Regions from separate parts of the Gossypium hirsutum genome. Here regions 1 and 3 are each linked to region 2. The links are chromatin contacts, called in public Hi-C maps. All regions are on one chromosome and are shown on one strand. The core of a region is the stretch at or near the end of the contact, and the rest is flanking DNA. Distances in the headings are between cores, read along the strand shown.

Region 1 (2,700 bases), core at 29-2,528, 350 kb after region 2:
TTTGTTTATTTTATGAGTGACAATTGCATCAGTTTGACAGTGGAGTTGATAAGGTGTGAGTGTTATCTGTTTTGGGTTTTAACATAGGCAAAATTAATTAATCATTGCTAGTTTCAAAAGTGTGACCTCTCTCTTTTAGTAATTAAAACTATGATTATTGAGGTCTACTTTTCCAGCATAACTTGGCTTATAAATTCTTTTTCTGATCTCTCCATGAACCATAGCTAGCGAAGTTACTAGGATTTGATACTAATGGCAAAAGGATTTGCACTTCAGACACTGCAAATGAGTTCAAGGAACCTGTAACACAAATACACCCATGAAGGGATGGCTTCTTCATAACTGTGCCATAAATCCTCTGACAGAGGGATGTATACCAATAGCACTAAAAGGAAATGTCAATTTAACAAACATATTTATTAAAAAATTAACCTAAATAAGTTTGATTGAATGGTAAAAATTCAAATGTGAAAAATTAAAGAAGTCTGAATTTTAATCTTATTATGCGAGTAGTGAGAGTGTTTTCATCTTTTCCCAATTGAGTTCATACCCAATTAACTTATAACACGAATAAATTTATAATATGTATGGATATGCCATTAAAAAATGAAACTAATAATTTTATTGATTTAAACCCTTCCAAAGTAGCATAGTATATAACGTCACAACTTAACCCCCAAGCTTGACCCAAACCTTGAAACACCACTTGAGCTGCTAAGCTTGGCCATCGGCACCACCATCCCCAGGGCGGCCCGGGCGAGATTGAGCTTTGTCCAGTGCTTCAGTGAAGTCCCTCACAGCTTCCTCTATCAAGCTCTTGATGGTTTCCTCGTCAAAACTACCGTTGTTCTCGTTATCAAATCCTGCATCAACACCAATGTCACTCAGTAAATGATCAGTCAATTCTACAATGGCTTTATACTCAGCAAGCAATCTCTTATGTTCTTCGAGTGCTTTTTCCAAAGCTATTAGCCTTTCTTCCATGTATATATTCTCATATCGCATCCCTTCCAGTTCAACTTTCATGGCTTCAAGAACATTCTCTGCATCCTGTATCAATTGCCCAAAAAAATGAAAAAGAAAAGGGTGAATGATGGATGAAGAAGAGGATTTGAGACCGAAATGATTGAAAGGAAAGGATGTTTACCATATCAGAAACAAGTAAATAAAAACAGAATTAGAAGGCGGAGAATGAACAAGAACTTAATATGAAAGGGTTTTGGTACTTATAAGCAATTATTATGACATATGATGGGATAAAGTTTTTGTTCAAAAAAGAAAAAAAACTGAAAACAAACTTATTATTATATTTCAATATCAACTGTTTTGGTATTTAATGATTAGGACATTGGGTTTGCTTAAGTAGGGAAATGGGATAGAGTTTGGTTTATAGTTGGAGGTTGACATCACATACACTGAAATGCAAACCATATATGGTCCATGGTCCATAGTCCATAAGTAAAATCTTAGAAACTGTAGTCCATAGTCCATATGTAAAATCTTAGAAATCATAGTCCATGGTCCATATATAAAATCTATTATATTAGAGTCATAACAAAGGGGAAAATTGGAATAGCCTATCAAAAACTAGCATTGAAGCTACAATGATCAGCATGCCTAGGGATATGGTATAGGATTTTATTAGCGCTTTTATTTTTGCTTATATATTTTATTAGCTCTTTGAAGTGCATAAGATTTCAACCAAATACAACTCGATTGGGAAAACATCATGCTTGTCTAATCATCTGAATCACTGTTTTTGTAATTATCCTTCTAAGATTTACCTCAAACCAACCAACTCCATTGGCTAAACAATATGCTTATCCAAATCTCCTATTATTTTTATTATTTTTTTTAATTTTTTAAAGTATTCATTTGAGCGAGTTCCATGCCTAAACTTTCGCGTTTTATAGACTTATTAAAGAGGTGAATATTAACCACTAATTTAATTAATTTATTAATAATAATGAATGTGATCATATTTAAAATAAAGATTATAGATATAAACATTCAAAACCCAAATAAGATAAATACTGCATGTAAACAATTATAAAATTTTTTTAGTTTAAATTGTTAATAATTTGAAATGTTAAAAGGAAGTTTCAAAAGTGTGAAACTAAAGCTAAATGCAAATAAACTTAGACATCTGAATTTAAATATTCTATATCTTTTCAATTCAGTTTTTGGAATTAGATTCTCTATTTTTAGTCATTGTGATAATAAGGTTTAGACTGTTCATTCCATGAACAACATTGATAAGTTTAACATTTTTTTCTATATCGGTTGATTAGTATAACAATGTTTTTGAATTTTTTTTTTAAATATTTTTAAGAAACAAGGAATTAAGACTAAGAGAAACAAATGTAGGTTATTAGGAGCGCATACAACTCACTGTCTAGTTTCTTTTCTGAGTCGCGGAAAGTTTGTGATCTCTCGGTAGAGAGGTATAGAGTGGAAAATAAGACAAATGTCACCAAAAGGCAGAAAAAGCTTCCTTTCCACAATTTTTATATCCTTAAAATAAAAATCAATTAAGTCCTCCTAAAATAATTAAAAATCAATTAAGCCTTTCGTATCAATATTTTTCACATTAATCGTCATATCATCATTTTTTTCCACGTCATCTATCATGTCAACATGTAAACTGTCATGGGCTTCGACAGAAAGCCATAATAGAAGGGCTCAATTGGATTACTAACT
Region 2 (2,700 bases), core at 13-2,512:
ATTGCCTGCCAATGCTCTTATACTTGCCTCGTCCTCGGTTCGGAAGCTGCCAGTGCCGGAATCCGAGGTCTCTGGATGGAAGAAAACGGGGTCTTGGGTTGGAATTTGAGGGTTGAAAATAGAGCTTGAAACTGGGGTTTTATTGATGGCCTTGAATTCAGATTCACAATCAAAAGTAGGATCCATGAGAGGAGGCAATGAAGCATAGTCCATAAATTCATCCCCAAGAGAAGCCATTGCAATTGGACTTTTATTGATCCCTGCTGTATTCTTATGAAAAACCCTACAAACAACCCATTCATCCTGCAACAAGCCAAAAAATATGTTAATAATAAGTAGAGCTTTATTCTTCATTTGCACAAAAGCAAAGAATGAGACCCCGGTCCCCATGAAAATAAACCCTCAACCAAATTAACCCCCTTCCAATTAGAACCAAATATTCCGTCTTATGGGTGTATAAGAAAAAGTTGTAGATACTAAAATTCGAATTTGAGAGTGAAGCTTTAAATTAAATTACCTTAGCAGCTTTGGGAAGATTATAGTAAGAGAATTTGCCTTCAAGCCTATATTCATGCATGACCCAGTTAGTTTTCTCTCCCCGTGGAGCTCTCCCTTTATAGAAAACAAGGGTCTTTTTCATCCCAACAAGGCAACCTTTTCCTTTGAAAATCTCTTTATCTTTTCCAGTTGCCTTCCAATATCCAGCTTGGGTTGCTCGGTTTGTTCTCATCCCGGTCGGGTACTTCCTATCTCTTTGGCAAAAGAAGTACCATTCTTTCTCCCCCATCTTGGCTTTGTCTGCAGTAACCAACCAAACAGCAAACAAAAATTAGATACAAATAGTATAGATTTGAATTTCAACATCTGAGCTTGAAAAAGAAGGCTTACCAGGCAAATCCCAAGGTTCAGACTTGTTCAAATCAGCTTCCCCAATAGCAGCGGCACTGAAGTTGCTGTTCATAACCTTCTCTAAAAGATAATGAGTTATAATCTCCTCATCGGTAGGATGAAACCGAAAACCAGGCGGCAACTCCATCAGCTCTTGTTGTCGTTGGTTAACAACAATGGCGTCTTCCATGGGAAAACTCGATCCAAATTATAGAAACCCTTTATGAATTTATGCAAAAGAAAAAGAAACCCAAAAAGCTAGAAATAATGCAGAGCAACAGTTGTGGAAAGCAAAAAGAAAGGAGAAAGATTTTATAGAGGAAATCTGAAGCTAGCTTTTGCAGAAGAGAAAAAGGGAAGGCCGTTAAGAAACTAGAACAAAGGGAAAAACAAGAGCTTATATAGAGGAGATAATGTTCCATCGAAAGATCCGTAGGCTTCAAGGCACTTACAAAGGAAGCCTCATAGGCTTATTCAATTTCGTTTTTATTTATTTTCTTAGCCATATCTGCCTGTTTGAAAATTTGGAAAACAAATAGCATCACACTTTAATAAATAATTAAATAGGAGGTTTCTATGCTAGTGGGGAACTTTTTCTTTAATTTTTAGCAATATTTCCATATGTTTAAAACCTAACCCGAACAACAAATTCTATTGCCCGTTTTGGATAATTGGAAATTTCCCAGAACATCTCCTTTAATCAATTAAAATTTTGTGGATTAATTTCCAAGTGCAAATATTCTTGAAGGAAATACTGCTTGCTTTCAAATGATTTTATTCCATGAATTTTTCAAGCTTAGCTTCAAATATTCTTTAATGGAAACCACTCCATTCGCGGGAATCAAGATCAATGAAATTTCATGGAAATTTCAAACTATTAGGTTCAAACCCTTTTTTTTATACATATTTTTGTGCAAATAATAATCTGTTTTTGAAATATATTAGTGAGAAATATAATTTATTATTTTTAAGCTTCCTCATTGTCAATTGTGATCATTAAAATTGTAAAATCGAATGTTGATTATGACAATATAAAACGATCACAAAGCAATAAAAAAAATCAAAACAGAAGAGAAGAAAATTCACTAATGTTGAAAATTAAATGATATAAGAGAAGTTTCGACTAAACAAACATTATTCTAATTAAAGTCAAATAGAGGAAGTGTAGTTCTGTATAGATTTTAAATTAAATCACACAGATTCTCTAATTTTGTCACTATATTATTTCTTTAATAGAAATTTGAGTGCACACAACTCTAACAAAAATAAATTCAAGAACTATTTTTAACTTAAATTCACTAAATCACATATATTATAGGATATAATCATATTATAAATTAGTCATTAATTGTGTCCTATTTATGTAGATATCCGTAAAATCAAATTAATTTTATATGTTTTAGTGGTTTTAATTTATATAATTCTGTCATATTTTATAACGTTAGATTTTACTATTTTATTTTTCATGTGTGTGTGAAAACAAAGCTTATCTTATGTTTATAAAAAGTGCGACATAACAAAAGCGTACAAATAAATTGAAAAAAGTTCCTTTTATTACTTTATTTAACCTCATTATATTAAGTAAATTATTGTTTTAACAATTAACTATTTTTGGTACATGTTTTAATACTTAACTGAGGATAAGTATTTAATACATTAATAATATCTTTTTTTTTAAATTAAATAAATATTTTTTAATAATATATTATATCTTTATAAAATAATTGTCAACTCTTAAACTTTATTTAAAAAATTTAAAAAGTCCACGTAATTATTACATGTTTGGTATTTATGTATGCACAAAATTTTGAA
Region 3 (2,700 bases), core at 118-2,617, 300 kb after region 2:
TTTCCCTTCTCTTGTACAGTTCAAGTTTTTCATGAAACAACTTTGAACATTGCAAATTTGCAAAACAAAATTCAAACAATTTGTTTCTCTAATCTCTAACATTGATTTTTAGATCGGCTTGGATCTAAGGTATGTTATTCTACTCGTCAATGAGTATTGATTCACCGTACCGATCGTCAAATCGTCGCTTGGAGCTCGTTGTTAGAACTTTAAAAAGAAAAGTTTATAACCTAGTGATTTAAATAAAAATTTTTGAATAATTCGATGACCAAATTATAACTCTTTTTAATTAAGTGAAGAAAATAAAAACTTACCCATAATTTAATAACTAATGATATAGTTTACCCTAACAAAATAAGGTCATTGAGTAAAATTATTAAATTTGTTCCTTTAAACTATTTCCCCTATTTATTTCATTTACATCAAATTCCAAAATAAAATACTTAATGTTTTAAAAATATAAATTTAGAAACAATTATTATTTTTTCTGTAAAAAACTGATAGTAGTTTAGAATGTAGGTAGTAATAATATTTTATTATGTAGAAAATTTTAATAATAACGTTGCAAAGATATAATTTTTATACATTAATTTATCTTATAAATATATAAATTTATGCAAAATTGCTTTGTAAAACAATATGAAAGACTGTCTCACTAAAAGGTGTATCTCTATAAAAAGATATATTATGGAAAGATACACCTATTTTATGTAAAAAAAAACTTTTTTATTAGCCATTTTTATTGTTTTATTTGAAATATTAAGGGTTTTTATTATACGTTAAATGCATATAAAAATTTTTAAGGAAAATATTTTACACGCCTAAAAAATCGCTATATTTTAGTAATATGATTCTATTTTCTTTATTTATATTTTTTAATAATTTATTTTTCTAATAATAATATCCCGATTAAATATTTAAATTTAATTTTTTATTTATTCATAATCTTTAAGGTGGAACATACAAGGTTGCTTTATTTTTCTGAGGAAATAAAAAATAAAAAAAATTCCAGGGTGGCCACAAAGGAAATGATGTGGGTAAAGGAACGACCTTTTATCCAAAGCATATCTGAAACTTCTTTTTATTTTTGCAAAATTGTAGGTATGATGCTACGTGTCTTAAAATTCACTGATCACGTGCATCTCCAGACCACCATAAAAACCGGCCAACACAATGAAATTTTTTTTAAAGAAAACCTTATCCAATACGTTTTCAATTTTTCCATCAAATACAAAATTATCCGACAAAAAAACATCTTTGACCGTTAGATTCACACCATGACAAAACCCGATCAACGGTTGAAGTCAATCCTTAGACCTTAAAATAACCAACAAAAACTGGCAAAGCAAATCCTACACAGAAAAGGGTGAAAGAGAAAAAGGAAATCACTTTTGCTTTAAACTTCAAAGACACTGCAAAAGAAACTCTCCTCTGTTTTTGTTGTATTTTAATTTTGATTGTGAGATTATAGCAAAGGGTTCAGTTTTCAATCTGCGTTTTTTTTTAGTGTCGTTGTGAGAAAAAAAAAAAACTAGTTATGGCTGAAGTTTTGGGGAAGGGAAATCTGTTTACGACTTGTAACTATAGTCAGACGAAGAATCTAGAAGGTGGAACTTGTTTGGTTCCTAAGAAAATTTCTGGGTTTTCTTTAGAAAGGAACGGTTTTTCTTCTTTAAAGGTTAAATCTCAGGCTTTAAGAAGTGATTTTAATGGGCAAAGAATGGTTTTTTTGGAGAAGAAAAGTATGAACAGGCGAAGGTTTTGTCAAGTTCCCATCAAAGCACAGGTTTGATTTAATCAACTTTACATCTTGTTAATTTCAATTTCTGGATCTTTGCTTCTTTTTGTCCTTATTTTTGTGGAAAAGCGTGGGTATATTTTTATTTGTTTAGTTGTGTCAATTTATTTTATGATTAATTTTTATTTAATTTTGAATTTCTTGATAATTTACTTTTTTTCTTTTCTATTATTAGCTTTCTACAGTTAGTTCTTTGCTCAGTTTTTACATACCAAAGATCAAAAATCTTTAAATAGAAATCGCCTTATATATGTGTAAAAATTTTGATTTTTTTCCCTTTAACACAAAGATTAAACAAGAAATTTTACTCTTTCTTTCTTCTTTTGTTTGAAAATCTGTAGTAGTATTATGATTTAAATTCTTTTTGTCCCCATAAGCTGATCTGTACATAGATCAATCAAGAAATACTAATTGGTTTCACTTTTTTTTTTCTGGGTTTGTTTAATGGAATCAGATGCAAAGTGGTCTTATTGGTCGAATTCAGAAATGGTGGGAGAAAGGGCTTCAACCAAATATGAAAGAAGTTGCATCTGCACAAGACCTAGTAGACTCTCTTCTGAATGCTGGTGATAAGCTTGTTGTGGTAGATTTCTTCTCCCCTGGTTGTGGTGGTTGCAAGGCTCTTCATCCCAAGGTATATATATGTATAGCTCTGTATCTAGATTTTGTTTTTGGGGTTTTATGTATTTTGATTGATTGTGGATTTGGCAGATTTGCCAATTTGCAGAGATGAATCCAGATGTGCAGTTTCTTCAGGTTAATTACGAGGAGCACAAGTCAATGTGCTATAGCCTTAATGTCCATGTGCTGCCTTTCTTCCGGTTCTATCGAGGTGCGCAGGGGCGTGTATGCAGCTTTAGTTGTACCAATGCCACGGTTAGTCCTGAATCCTTCCTTTTAGA

Evidence for each region. Hi-C and Micro-C count contacts between places; a contact is called where the count stands out from the background.
Region 1: a Hi-C map of leaf shows a contact between it and region 2, with 2.9 times the contacts expected there. The contact joins the promoter of LOC107894712 here to the promoter of LOC107893812 in region 2. A contact is called at or near these places in 11 of 34 Hi-C or Micro-C datasets (callus, hypocotyl and leaf).
Region 3: a contact with region 2 is called in a Hi-C map of leaf, with 2.6 times the contacts expected there. The contact joins the promoter of LOC107894997 here to the promoter of LOC107893812 in region 2. A contact is called at or near these places in 10 of 34 Hi-C or Micro-C datasets (callus, fibers, hypocotyl and 3 more).

What each region holds. Positions count from the first base shown.
Region 1 is chrA13:68,611,053-68,613,752 of Gossypium_hirsutum_v2.1, reverse strand. LOC107894712 reads right to left here and starts at 1,278. Exons shown (of 2, transcript XM_016819960.2): 1 at 1,148-1,278; 2 at 469-1,050. The coding sequence starts at 1,150. The coding sequence ends at 715.
Region 2 is chrA13:68,965,264-68,967,963 of Gossypium_hirsutum_v2.1, reverse strand. It overlaps LOC107893812 (NAC domain-containing protein 92-like), which reads right to left and starts at 1,262. Exons shown (of 3, transcript NM_001326819.2): 1 at 889-1,262; 2 at 518-798; 3 at 1-303. The coding sequence starts at 1,078.
Region 3 is chrA13:68,663,687-68,666,386 of Gossypium_hirsutum_v2.1, reverse strand. LOC107894997 (thioredoxin-like 1-1, chloroplastic) reads left to right here and starts at 1,367. Exons shown (of 4, transcript NM_001326831.2): 1 at 1,367-1,786; 2 at 2,253-2,432; 3 at 2,510-2,674. The coding sequence starts at 1,538.